Linked DNA regions of Urocitellus parryii: region 1 is linked to region 2. The links are chromatin contacts, called in public Hi-C maps. All regions are on one chromosome and are shown on one strand. Each heading gives the region's core, a stretch centred on a gene start, on an enhancer-like site or on the middle of the called end of the contact. The rest is flanking DNA. Distances are from core to core; before and after follow the strand shown.

What was found. A called contact is a pair of places that touch in the nucleus more often than the background predicts.
Region 1: a Hi-C map of muscle shows a contact between it and region 2, with 6 times the contacts expected there. The contact joins the promoter of Ankrd6 here to the promoter of Lyrm2 in region 2. A contact is called at or near these places in 2 of 2 Hi-C or Micro-C datasets (liver and muscle).

The regions. Positions count from the first base shown.
Region 1 is chr8:70,543,085-70,550,047 of mUroPar1.hap1, forward strand. Ankrd6 (ankyrin repeat domain 6) reads right to left here and starts at 4,393. Exons shown (of 16, transcript XM_026410983.2): 1 at 4,348-4,393.
Region 2 is chr8:70,355,886-70,362,995 of mUroPar1.hap1, forward strand. Lyrm2 (LYR motif containing 2) reads left to right here and starts at 2,709. Exons shown (of 3, transcript XM_026411219.2): 1 at 2,709-2,788; 2 at 3,535-3,675; 3 at 4,128-4,416. The coding sequence starts at 2,744. The coding sequence ends at 4,208.

The DNA.
Region 1 (6,963 bases), core at 3,143-5,642, 190 kb after region 2:
TGTAAACAAAGTTTTCTTGCAGTGCTTATTAAAGCCTTTTTTGAGTCAGAGAACCACTTGAGAATCTGATGAAGGCTTTGGAACTTCTTCTCCCTCAAACATACATGTGAACATTCACGCAAATACTTAAACATAATTTCTGGGAGCTCTAAGAGCATGCAGATCCCACTGAAGAATCCTAGGTTAGAATTTTCTATTTTAGTGGGATATTTAAAGCTGAACCTCAGCTTTGTACAGAAAATAATAGGGAACTTAGCTATTTCTTGACAAGAGATGAATAGGAGGTGGGGAGGGGAAGTAATGTCATTACGCTCTCTGGTCATCATGTATTATCCCTAATCTCAGTGACATGGTATAGTCCAGTAATGGGGCATCACTAACAGAATTTTTTTTTTTTTACTTTTTCAATTTTTATTTTGAAATAACTGTTTCACACAGAAGTTGCAAAAATTACCCATTCTGTGCTTTCCCCCAACCCCTGGCAACCATCATTCCTTCCGTTTCCTGGAATTTGACTACTCTAGATTGAGTGCCTCTTATAAACAGAATCATAGAGTATTTATCCCTTTTTGACTAGCTATTTCACTTAGCATTAACATCTTCCAGGTTAGAGTACTATTTTGCAGCCCTTGACTGGGTGTTTTGCAACTGTAACAAATTTGTAGGGCAAATTAGGACATTGGACAATTTCAACAGAAACACTGTACTGAACTACTTGTTCAACCACTGAACCCACTGGAGCTAATTCAGGGTTCCTACATTAAATCGTGTTGCAGCCCTCTTGATGACATCATATCTTTGCAAAGACGGTTGTGTGACAAAAAGTAAGTGTTGTGGAAAAATGAATGTGGAACAGGAAATGAAAGTAGCAATGTCCAATCTGTTCCCAGAATTTGAGTAGTACAGGCATGCACATCCTGTTATTGTGGTTATTTATAAATAATATAAAATATTTTTCTCTATGTTCATGTGTATTATTTTTTTCAAACAGCATCTAAGTGGTTAGGGTATAACAACTTGGTTGTTTGCACCTACCACCACTAACTACCTCAACCTAGAGGCACTGTGAAAAAAATTACTCAGACACTAAGAACCAAAAATGGGAGGGTTTGCCTTAACTGGAAAGTCATGGAGAGACTGAAGAGAGCTGTGTGATCGTGATCCTTAGGAATTAACTTAAAACAAAGACCATTAACAAAAATATAATAACCAGGAAAAAAGAATTTGGGTTAAAACCCTTTTATAAGGTCATTCTCAGTCAACTTAATCCTTCAAATCTCATACAATGCCCACTGGATAATTTATATTAAACAAAAACAAAAACTTCTAAAGCATATGCATACAAATTACTGTTTTTCCATTCTTAGGGACTCAAGCAAAGCTTTTAAAATTACAGCCTCCAAGCTATACTGGAAGAGACAGAGCCTCCCCTACACAGACAGAACACACCCTTGGAGTCTGTGCCAAGAAAACAGGAGAGAAATCTTGACAAAGAAATCCTGACTCTACATGAGGAGAACTAGGCCATCACAGCACTTGGAGATTTAAAGTTTTTCTGTGGTTTGCATCTTTCTCTGAATACCCTGCTTTTAACTTTAGAATGCTCCAGGTTACTGGGGGAAATGCTTATTTGGAAACTTGCTTTCCAGGGAGTTTTTCATTTAAGATATTATATGTGAAAGGCAAGGAAAACTGTAACAAAAAAATCCAGAACAGTGGTACCTTGGGAGAGTAAGGGAGAAGTGAGTGGAAGGTCACAAGGAGGAGCATTCAGAGACTCCAAGAGTCCAGGGATGCTCTAGTTCTTCAGCTGGGTGATGGGTAGCTGGGTGTGTTCTATTGTTAATCTTGAAATTGTACCTCTAAGTATCACAGAGACAGCACCAGAATCTTCTGCATGGGAGGGAGGGCCTTGGGAGTTGCAAGAATGCCTTGTTACTGATTTGAGACTATCACAAGCAGACTACTTTTACTTAGAGTATGTTTCTTTGGAGAAGTTGATGGGTTTACAGTGGAGACTAAGGATAATTTTTGGTGCCACCATGAATAAGCAAGGAGTTAACAAATAAGCATTTTTTTTCACCAACATTGGTTTATTCCCCCCAACACTGAGCAACTAGTTGTTTGCTGGTCTCTTTACTACCTCTTCATCCTTCTTCTGCCCTCTCCTCCTCATTTATGACCCAGAGGGTAGAAAATCCAATTAAAATCTGTATTCCTTATTTATTTTGTGTACCAGGGATTGAACTCAGAGGCCCTCAACCACTGAGCCACATCCCCAGCCCTATTTTATATTTTATTTAGAAACAGGATCTCACTGAGTTTTGCTAAGGCTGACTTTGAACTCGTGATCCTCCTACCTCAGCCTCCTGAGTCAATGGGATTACAAACGTGTACCACCATGCCCAGCATATTCCTAATTTTTTAAAATTTATTTATTTATTTTAATTAGGTATATATAACAACAGAATGCATTTTGATTCATTGTACACAATTGCAGCACAACTTTTCATTTCTCTGATTGTACAGGATGTAGCATTGCACCATATGTGCAGTCATACATGTACCTAGGGTAATGATGTCCATCTCCTTCCACTATCTTTACTGCCCCTATACCACCTCCCCTCTCCTCCCTCCCCTTTGCCCAATCAAAGTTCCTCCATTTTTCCCATCCCCCCCACACACATTATGGATCAGCATCCCATATTCCTAATTTTTTTTTAAAAAAAAGTCTATTTACCATATGCTAAGCCAAGCCAAGCACATATTAAGGATAAGAGGAAATTAAACATGTATAGTAGACACACTTAGGACAGCAGGAACAACAAGGTTGTTGTTGCTATTTTAAGGATGAGAAATCCTCACTCAGTGTCAGGACACCAAGGGACCCTGAACCCATGTATGCTGGTCTTCATTCCTCAAGCTTTTTTTCACTTACATTGACTTTACAGATGTCATTTTTTAAGGTACCGAGGATTGAACCCAGAGGCACTTAACCACAGAGCCACATCCCCAGCTCTTTTATATTTTTTATTTTACTACAGGGACTTGCTAAATTGCTGAGGCTGGCTTTGGACTTGCGATCCTCCTTTCCAGCCTCCCAAACCGCTGGGATTATAAGCGTCCGCCGCCACGCCCAGCTAACAGACTTATCTTAACATGATTATCATCATCCAACAGGTTCACAAAAAAGATGCCTAACATTCAAGAGCACTATGCCAACCATTTTTCTTGCATCAACTGAATTTCTACAACAATACTTTGAAGTTATGTATGATACCTCCAGTTTACAATTCTAGAAACTAAGGCATAAAGGCGTGGGTTTCCAAAGACACACACCTAAGAATTGGTGGTGTCAAGACTAAATCTCATGACTCCAAAGCAGATCATCATCATCATCATTACCTCTTTCTCCTCCTTCTGTGTGTGTGTGTGTTGGGGGGGGGGGTGCTGGACAAAGTGGACCTCCTAACCAGCACCTGAACCTTCTTTAGGAAAAACAATCTTGACCAGATCGACAAAATTCAAGTCACTCTTTCATGGGTCACAAATAATACTTCACTTTTCCAGCCTCCCAAAGCTACCTGAAGCACCGCACTTAAATCCCCAAGACAAGTGTCAGTAAAGTGATGTTTGAACCCAAACAGACAACACGGTCACTTCCTGGCTCCCGGGAGATACCACTTGCTGAATTCTATAGAGCTGGGACTTCAGCGGGGGTCTCGACCACCCCCCGGGACAGACCCCCATCTCCCGGCACCCTTTACAGTCAGTCCTCTAAGGTGGCGGGGGAATGAGGTGGGGAGGGGACTGGCTGTGGGCGCGTCGGAGCCCAGCCGGGTCACGCCAAGCCCTGTCCGCAGGCCAGGGGACGGCGACAGCAGAGGACCTCCTTTCCTCCAGCGGCCAGCCGCCGCGCGGTGAAGAGGTACGTGGTGACCTGTTCCCTAGCCCCCAGCCCCCAGCCGTGCTTTGCACACACCAGTTTCTGCAAACTCCGAGGGCTTACTGGAGAAAAAGGAGAGGGGTGAGCGAAGAAGAGAAAGTTCTCTGTCCACCCACCTCCGGCCCAAAGAGCCATATTCTAAGGAGGCAACTGAGGCAAAGCAAAAGGGGGGAGCAGGGAGACATCCGCTTAACCGGGCTTTCCCGAGGCCTCAGGACTGGGGCAACGCGCTGGGTCCGGGTCCTCTCCCCAGAGTCCGCGATCTGAGGGCGCCGAGGGAGCAGCAGCAGCTACCGAGCCTTGGACTAGTCCTCCCAGGATCAGAGGCGCCCTGGGAGTGAGGGGCGCCCAACCTCGAATTAAGGGGGTTCTCCAAGGGACCCAGCGAGGTCGCACTGCACCTTTCTCTCCCGCGCCGGAGGTTCACGCCGCAGGAACCGATGCCCGCTACAGGGTAGGAAGCGAGGGGTGACGATCCGACCGACTCCCGCTGGCTGGGCGGCCCCCCGGGCCTCGGCGCAGCCCAGCGCCGCCGCCTCCAGCCGCCCGCACGCCCCTCCGCGCTCGCGGCTCCCGCAGGTTACCTGTGGCCGAGCCCGCCGCGCCCGCCGCGCCCGCAGAGCGCAGGGCCCTCCGCCCCGCCCCGTCCCACCCCGCCCGAGGCTCCTATTCTGGGGCCGCAGCGCCCCGCAGCGGCCTGCTGGAGCACAGCGGGGGCCCGGGGTGACGGCGGGACCACCAAAGCCCTCGGGGCTGCTCAGCGTTTGTTCCCTGCTGGGACGCCCAGCCTTGGGCCAGGAGAGGCCTCCTTCTGAATAGTGGAAGGGAGCCTGGAGTAGGACGAGGTTTTCCGCTCAGGGATTGCCAAGTGACTGAGGGAGAGCAGAATTGAGAGGACAAACCTCCAATCCTCAACCTGTAGGCAAGTAGTTGTTTCTATTACATCCAGAGTTCATTGACTGGGGCCGGCTCAGCGGAAGCTAAACAACAGCAAGCCATGAATGACTCAGGCTCATTGAAGTAGCTGGAGAGGGGAAGGGAAGACTTTATTTCAAACAGATTGTCAGTAAGTAGCTTGTCAAAACTATCCCATATGGAACAGGCAAAAACACTGAGAGATCCCTACCCCCATATTCTTACCTCACTTTACACACCATTATTTTAATCTGGTTTTGTCTATTTTCTTTTCCTGTTACTTCCTTAGTCTTACCTAGAAAAGCTCCCTGAACATAGACTAGGGTAGTCAGTTCTAGGAATATAACTAAGAGATATATCATGAGTGCAGGATAAAAGCTAATAGAAGCTCAAGGTTACTTTAGAGAGTTTGCTTATTTAGATTTGTTGCAGCTACGATGACCAGACTCTGATGATCAAGGCTATTTTTCAGTCTAGATTATGTGAAGGACATTCCAAGACAATCTTCATGGCTTGCTACATGTAGGTGGAGTCCTGAAGATGGAGCTTCAGTCTTACCTGAGGTTTGGGACAGGCTTATTATCAACTTGATTTTATTATCCCCTCTGAAATAGGCCTGGTTTCCAGGGGGAAAAGAAACATGAGAATCACCCACTTTTCCTTAAGATATTTGTTTCTCTCTATAAGGGAGCACAGGCAGGAGAAATCCCAAGACCCCTGCCCACACTAAGGGAATGTAAGTGTTTGATTTTACCAACTATTTTGAGAACTTCTCCCAACCCTGTAGTCATAGCTGCAGTTTTATTTTGCAAGGGAGTGAAACCTCCCTTCTAAGTGTTCTTTGGCTTCCATATTTGTTCCCAATCCCTGTTGTTCCCCACCTGGACTCTTATGATAACACTTTTCCTTTCCCTATTGATTAGTAGCTCCAAGTTTCTCTTTATCAGGTCACAATGAAGCTCCAGGAGAACCCCTAAAGGCAAGGTATATACATATGAGTTTTCAATGTGATCCTTTCTGTGTTTCTACTTTTCCAAATCAAGGAGTTTTCCTAACTTGTTCCTTGAATAAACTTCCAAAGATGCAGAATGGTTCATTTCCATAAGAGGCTTTTAGAGTACCACCATAAAGTCATGATGAGGTGGGGTTTCAAGTTATATTTATGGGCAGTCAGAGCAATCACTCTGGGGAAAAAAAAAAAAAAACAGAAAGCCCAAGCCAGGCTGCAAGACATGTGAGCATTCCAAGGCAGACTAGTCTGCATTTGTTCCCAGACTTTGATTAATGGGAATTCCTGGCAAGGGGGCCTCATGAGAGCCAAGGCAGACAGTGGCTGAGCTGCTTGGAGATCTTACTTGATCATCAAGGGGCACACAGTTCAGTGCAACCAATGAAAGCAGACTCCTAAATCTCCCTCTGTGTGAGGGGAAAGTTCCCAACCCACAGCTCCATTCAGCTCCCTCACAGTCACCTTCATATAGCCGCCCCACCACCCACTCTTCTACCTCATCATAAAGAAGTCTGCTCTACAAGACACGAGGTTGACTATTTTGTGATAACATAATCTGCTTCTATTTCCAGCAACATTTATTTAATGAGTTTACTGCACTAGCTACCTTTCTTGCTGCTAGCTTCACTTCAACCTTCAGCACGCTGTTCTGGCTTCTGTCTCTGCCACTTCATACTGGCTTTGCTGAAGTTTCCATTCAAACAAGAAGCCTTCAGTATGCCCCCTGTGATGGTATCCTTTTTCTCAAGAGAAAACCACCATCCTGAATTTTGGTTTAAGAATTCTCTTATCACCAGTACATGTATCCCTAAACACTACATAGTTCATTTTAGCTTGTCCTTGAACTTTTGGCTAATGAAACAAATTTACACGATTCTTATGCAACTTGCATTTTTCGTTCAGCATTGTAGTTCTCAGATTAAACTATTTGATTTCTCTGTTATATAGTATTTCGTTGTAAGAATACACCACAATTTCCTGGCAGCGGTGGTGCATACCTGTAACCCAAGCAGCTCGGGGGGCTGAGGCAGGAGGATTGTGCATTCAAAGCCATAAAGCCCTAAGCAATTCAATGAGACCCTGTCTCTAAATA
Region 2 (7,110 bases), core at 1,459-3,958:
CAAATTCTGACATTTGAGGAATTAGAACACAAATGCTCTATATGCTCTTAATAATCTAAAGACACTTTGTCACTCATAGCTCAACCATTATCTAAGCAAAAGGCCTGCAAAGGTTTCTATCCAGGGGTCCAACAAGGCTACTCTGGTATACTTAATTAACATTGTAGTTCACTTAATGACAGGGTTACAGTCTGAGAAATGCAGCACTAGGCATTTTCATTGTGTAAGTACATTCCATGTTAAAGAACCAATTAAGACAGCTATCATGTCACTGGGCGATAATAGAATCATCACCATGACTTACTCAGATGTCTGCTGGAACTCTAGTTGGGTGATAAACTCTTCAAATGCAACATGTTCAAAATGTCACTGATTCTAGCACAAATCTGTTCTAAAATCCCCCTTCTATGTTAACTGCTCCAGCTGCCACTGTTTACAAATGTGGAGTTTGGTCTGTACTTGGGCTTTACTTCCCTTTCTGTCTCCATCCAAATCCAAAATTAATAATCTGTCAAGTATAGCTTCTGGATATTTATAGCTATCCTATTTCTCTCCCCCATGCAATTCACTGCAGATGGAGCTCTTAATCTCTAACCTGGACTACTTCAATGATAACTCAAATTTGTCTTTGTTTGCTTCACTTTATTCACTGACAACAACCAAGGATCTTTCTAAAATCTCTACCCAAAAGTCCCTTCAGATCTTCCTATTGTGAAGAGGACACTTGGAGTTTCTTACTACAACCTATGAGGTTCTTCCCTGACTCTCCTGTTCATTCCCTCCCTGCAGCCTTACCATTGACCTAGTCACAGAAAATGAGAGGTCTTGCAATCTACCGGTGTTCCATTAGTTGTCTGGAATCTTATCTACTTTGACATTCTGACAACCACCTACCTCAGATAACTCCTCCAGAAAGATAACCTCCATGGTATGAACTTCCAAGTCTTTGAAGACAGCGTGCCTAGCTTATGACAGTATTACCTGTTTCGAAGATGTTTCTGGAAGCAAAGAAGAGTGTAAAAATGTCTGTTAATTAACTGGCAATTCAAACAAGAACCTAAAGAAGGTTGAGAGAAATTATAGAAAACATTTGTCAAGGTCATACTGAACACCAATAATAGATTCTTACAAGAATCTATTACAGTGTCCCGTCGTAACAAAATATGCCCCCCCCAAAAAAAAAATTTAAAAACATACTAGTCCAAGACAACAGCCTAAACAGATCCTCAGACTGTAAGTATGTACTATATGGTCAAAAATGCACCACAAAGCCCCAGGAAGATAATTATTTAATAAATGGTGTTAAAATTCTAGCTTAGTGGGGCTGGGATTGTGGCTCAGTGGTAGGGTACTTGCAAGAATTAAGAAAATAAAATAGTTACAAAGTCTCAAATGGGAAGAGACAAAACAAGCCTCAAAGGAAATAAAATACAAATAGTGTAGATATAAAGCTTAAGGATATAAACCATGAAAAACTAGAATAAAAGTCCTAATCAGCATAAATGTGCCTAAATCATGCACAAAAATCAGTAAAAAAATAATCTAAAGTGGCTAGGAGTATTTAGTTGCCCTAGTACTTGAAAAGCCAGATCTGTAATAAGTTGTTATACTGTTCATCTGTTAGGACAAAATTTGAAAAATATACCACTGCAATGTGGTCATGAGGTTATTAGCATCACAATGCCAACTAAACTAAGACAGCTAAGGATTAGACTTCTTGTATGTGCCAGGGCCTCTTAGAACATTGCATATGATACAACTCTGAGATGGATGCTGTATTTCATTTTACACTTCACAGAAAAGGAAACAGGCCAGGAGAAATAGCCACACACAGCTAGGAAAAGGGAACTCGTGGATTCCAACAGGTGACTCACTGGAGTGCTCTGTAAATGGGTTAACTGATTATTTTTGGTTGTACTTTAATTCACTATTTGGAAAACATGGCAAAAATGCCACAAACTAAGGATGTGTTATGGGGATGAGAACTAGGAGTAAAAGTCTGAAGTGTAGGAGGATATTCAGTTCCTCCTCATTATTGACAGGAGGCAAAGAAAAAAAACTGCTTAAAGTCTCAATGGGACAAACATTTAAAACTCCTGTTACACTGTTACAAATGATCATGATGAAGACCACTACAGGAAAAAACTTTAAAAAAAAAAAGTAATGAAAACGAGAAAATCTGCAGGATGCAAATGCTTAAATAAGTAACATCCTAAAATACTAAATATGTTCTTCCCTTCCAAAGGAAAAAACAAAAACCTTAGCTTCCATTAATGAAGCCTGTTGTTGCTGAACTTATTGCCGTTTTCCTTAAAAATAAAATTTTAATAGAAGAAAAAAGTTTGCTGCTGCTGAGAGTCAAACCCAGGGCATTGTGCATGCAAGGCAAGCACTGTACCAACTGAGCTATATCCCCAGTCCCCATTGATAAATTCTTAAATGCATACGGTGCCAAATGCCTTACCATTCTTATTTCGTTATTACAACCACCTTGTAATACAAACACTATTACCCTATTCAAACGATGAGCTAACTCGACTAAGACCGGTTAAATACCTAGCCCAGGCAACAGACCTAATAAACTTCAAACTCCTGGGCTTCCCTCCCAAACGCCTGACTTTCGGGGTAGGAACACAAATCCACAAGCGTCTCCCAGGAAACGGAGCTCGCTCCGCCCCCTGACCATTCCCTCACTTCCGTCCTGCGCACTGAGACTCCGAGAGGAACGCGTTCTATTTCTGAGATGGCCGCTTCCCGGTTGCCTCCAGCAACGCTGACGCTAAAGCAGGTACTGATGTTCTCTCTTACCCAGGTCTACACCTAATGGTATGAGCTGCTCGATTTTCTACTTTCCCCACCCGGACTACAGTATCAGGCCAACCGGGCGGGTCCGCGGGGTTATGACGCTGCACGCGCACGCCAGTGATTGGCCCTAGGGGTTGGAGGCGGGGCTTCCCCAAGAGTTGGGGAGGGAGCAAACGGGTAGGCGCTTTCTTTTCAGGGACCGCAGAAAAGCTCGCTCTGTTGGTAGTACCGAACCATGGTTAAGGCGGGGGGGGGGGGGGGGGGGATTCCGAAAGAATTTGGACAACTGCATTAAATTTAGAAAAAGTGCTATTAATGTTACAGTTTGTAGGTACCCGGCAACCCTTTTTATACCCATAAAGGTGGTCAACTTTTGATTTTTAAAGGTTCTTAAGTTTTACAAAAGAGTCGACAAATGACCCACGTGAACCTATTGCCGTTTTCCTTAAAAATAAAATTAAAATAGAGAATAAAAAGGTTTTCTTTGCTATCTTCAAAATTGAGAACCTGGGGTCATGGCTGTGGCTTAGTGGTAGAACGTTTGCCTCGCACATGTGAGGCACTGGGTTCCATCCTCAGCACCACATAAAAATAAAGGTATTGTGCCCATCTGCAACTAAGAAAAAATTTTTTTTAAAAAAATTGAAAACTAAAAAGATATCGTCTGGTTACAGCTGGTTTGCCAAAGTAAAACTGGCTATCAATTGTCATTTCTCCCCCCACGTACAGTTCATGAGAAGGCAACAAGTTCTCATGCTCTACAGAAGGATTTTACGAGCAATTCAGCAAGTATCAAACAATTCTGATCGCAAGTACCTGAAGGACTGGGCAAGGGAAGAATTCAAAAGAAACAAAAGTGCCACTGAAGAGGTGAGAATAGATCATGGTGAGGGCAGTCCCAGACTCTTGTATTAAGTGACCAGTTTTTTAAAAGTTTAGCAGGCATTTTGGAATGTCACCAAGATGGTATATCTTGATCATTGCTTATAGTGGTACTAATTTTCCAAATTATACTTTAAAATATCTATCTATACAGTTGCAGCACCTGGTTTTTATGCTGTACCACATAGCTTTTAATTTTCCTAATATTCAACAGTTCCCAGTAATGACATTTTTTTTGGGGGTTTTTTTGTTGTTGTTGTTTTGTTTTGTTATTTGGAGAATCTTTTTGTATGGTGCCAACTCACAGCCTTGTGCATGCTAAGCTCACACTCCACCACTGAACTACATTCTCAGCCCACCACTATAGGCTCTTGAACTTAACAAAATGGTGAGATTGTACCTCACCAGGTTAAGTGATCAGATTTCCCTTTTTTCTACAGGATGCAATCCGGATGATGATTACTCAAGGCACTATGCAGCTAAAGGAGTTAGAAAAAACACTTGCTTTAGCAAAATCTTAACTATAGCATTATTCTGAAGGATCTTCAAATCTCCGTGTAATTTGTTGAGCTTAGGCTTAACAATGGACAGCTCAAAGTCAAGTCAAACTGTATGTACAGTACTTGAGCAAAATATCAAGATAGAAATGTTGTGTTATAGAGAGCAGAGAAAATCACATTGAAGTGATTGCCTCAGGACTGAAAAATACACTTGAGTTTTAAAAATGTTTCTGGATGTGTCTGCAGTTATTTAAGAAGCAAACCCCATTCCAACATGCCAGTTAATACATGAAAATAAGCTCAACACACTCATAAGGAAAGTGCAAATCAAAAACCTAATGAGAGAGCACTTCATTTCCACTACTGTAGCTATAATTAAAAAGGGAAATAATAAATGTCAAACATGTGGAGAACTTGGAACACTCCTACATTGCAGGTGGGAATGTAAACTATCTGCAGCCACTTTAGTAAAACAGACCATCCCCCTCCTCAAGCCATAACATGGAGTTACCATATGATTTAGCAGTTCTCCTAGGTCATAATCAAGAGAATGAAACCATGCACGTATAAGAAATATGTACATGAGTGCTATACATAGCAGCACTAATGATAGCCAAGAAGTAGGAAAACAAATATTTATCAGTTAATATATAAAACTTAGTATTTTCATACAAGATATTATTTGGCAATAAAAAGAAATGAAGGACTGATTCATAATATACATGGGTGAACTTTGATAACATTGTTAAAGAAGCCAGTCACAAAAAATTGTATCATATGGATTTGTTTATGTGAAATGTCCAGGTTGTTCTGCCTAGGGCCATGGGTAAAATGGAAAAGTAGCTGGTGAATGGGTGTGATATTTCTTTGGGGGGTTATGAAAACGTCCTACAGTTAGATTATGGTGCTAGTTGTACAACTCTGAATAAACTATGAATATGCTCAAATGCATTCTAAACATACAGTATATGAATTAGATCTCAAGCTGTTAAATAGCATTAGATGCAGGACTAGAGGCATACTAACTCCAGGAGATACTCTGGAATTTTCTTGAAAAATCCCTTCTGTATAAACCTTCAAGATTGTTGGGGTATGTTCTTCAGATGTGTCATAGTTTGGTAGTCAAAGAATTCTCTAAAAAGACCACTGGGAATCTGGATCTTTGTTGAAAAGAAAAGAAAAAGAATTTATTGAACACACTGAAACACCAAGAAGAGGAAAGATTTTAGGCAACTTCTGGATGAAATGTCCATAATTGCCTTTTCACATCCACACAGAAGGACATAAATCATTAAGGAATATCCATGGTGCATTAGATTCTTCTCCTGTAACAGGAAAAATTTAAGAAACAAATATATTATAGGCTGAGGATATAGCTCAGTGATAGAGTGCTTACTTAGCATGGCCAAGGCCCTAAGTTTAATCCCCTTCACTGAAAGAGAACTATATCCCCAAAGTTGACTTCAGGATACTTTTGAAAGAGGTTTAGTTTATAACATACAATTAATTTAGTGAAAGATTCTGGAATTGCCAGTCTACAAACTGAAATCCTCCGTTCAACAGAACAAAACTAAGAAGTGAATCAAAAATATGACCAGCACCTGAAAGATGTAGACAGAATTTCACCAGATGATGCCAGTATTGGACTATATGCCAGAAGAGAGATGTGAACTAATGGTACATATCTTGCCAAGGTCCACCCCCACCTCCTGGAGCTTCAGAGTCCACAAAATATTTCTGAATACCCTTCCACAGAGGTAATCTACTGATTCTAAAAGCTTGCCTGAGCCAATAGGTATATCAACCTGTTGCAAAACCATCTGATATACAAAAGCATTTGTGAAGAATTTCTGTACAGAGAACAAATTGGAAATAATTTGTGTGACATGGTTGACATACATAGCAGTCTCTAATCCTGGAAATTTAAAAAAGTCACACAGTGTTAAAGTCTAACTTTTGATGATACTCTTCCTAAAGATGTGCATGCAGAATACTTTTAAAGAACACTTGTGGTTTAAATTTGCAAATTGGAAATTAATATTAGACTCCAAGAAAATCTGTGGTTTTGGGGTTTTGGCAGTACTCACCATTGAATCCAGAGACTCTCTGCCAATGAGTTCCATCCCCAGGCTGTTTTATTTTGATAGTCTCACCAGGTTGCCCAGCTGGCCTTCAACTTGTGATTCTTCTGCCTTAGCCTACCAAGTCACTGGGATTACAGATGTGTACCACCACTCTGGTTTGATTTTATATTAAAGCAGATAAAACAACTGGAAATTCTTATTTTCCAGAGGCCAAGATTAACTAACATCCATCCTTTTACTTACCTTTATCTCTAAAGAACAGTTCTTTTCCTTTGTGCACTTAAGTCCTTTATCCCATCTGTATTATTGGCCAACTCTTGCTGTTTAGCCTAAGAGGAGATTCACTTAGCAGTTTCTTCTCAAGTATGAAACCACAAAGATTTTGGCCAGAATAGAATTGCTGGTGACACATCATGAAGTGATCTTTTTCAGTATTCTGGATAAACCTTTCTGGGTGTCTTCTATAAACTGTACTTCTGTATGAAGATTAAATTTTCCTTCCTAAATTTTAAGAAGTTTGAATTGGGCAGGGTTGTGCACACCTGTAATCCCAGTTATTCAGGAAGTTAAGGCAGGAGGATCATGAGTTCAAAGCCAGCCTCAGCAATGGCAAAGTGCTAAGCAACTCAGAGAGACCCTGTTTCTAGGTAAAATACAAAATAGGGCTGGGGATGTGGCTCAGTGGTTGAGTACTTGAGTTCAATCCCCAGTACCAAAAAAAAAGGCCAGCCAGGGCAAGATAGTGAGATCTTGTCTCAAAGTTTAAAAATTCAAGAAGGCTGAGAGTGTACTTCAGTGGTATAATGCTTGCCTAGTATGTGTGAGACCCTGGATTCAAC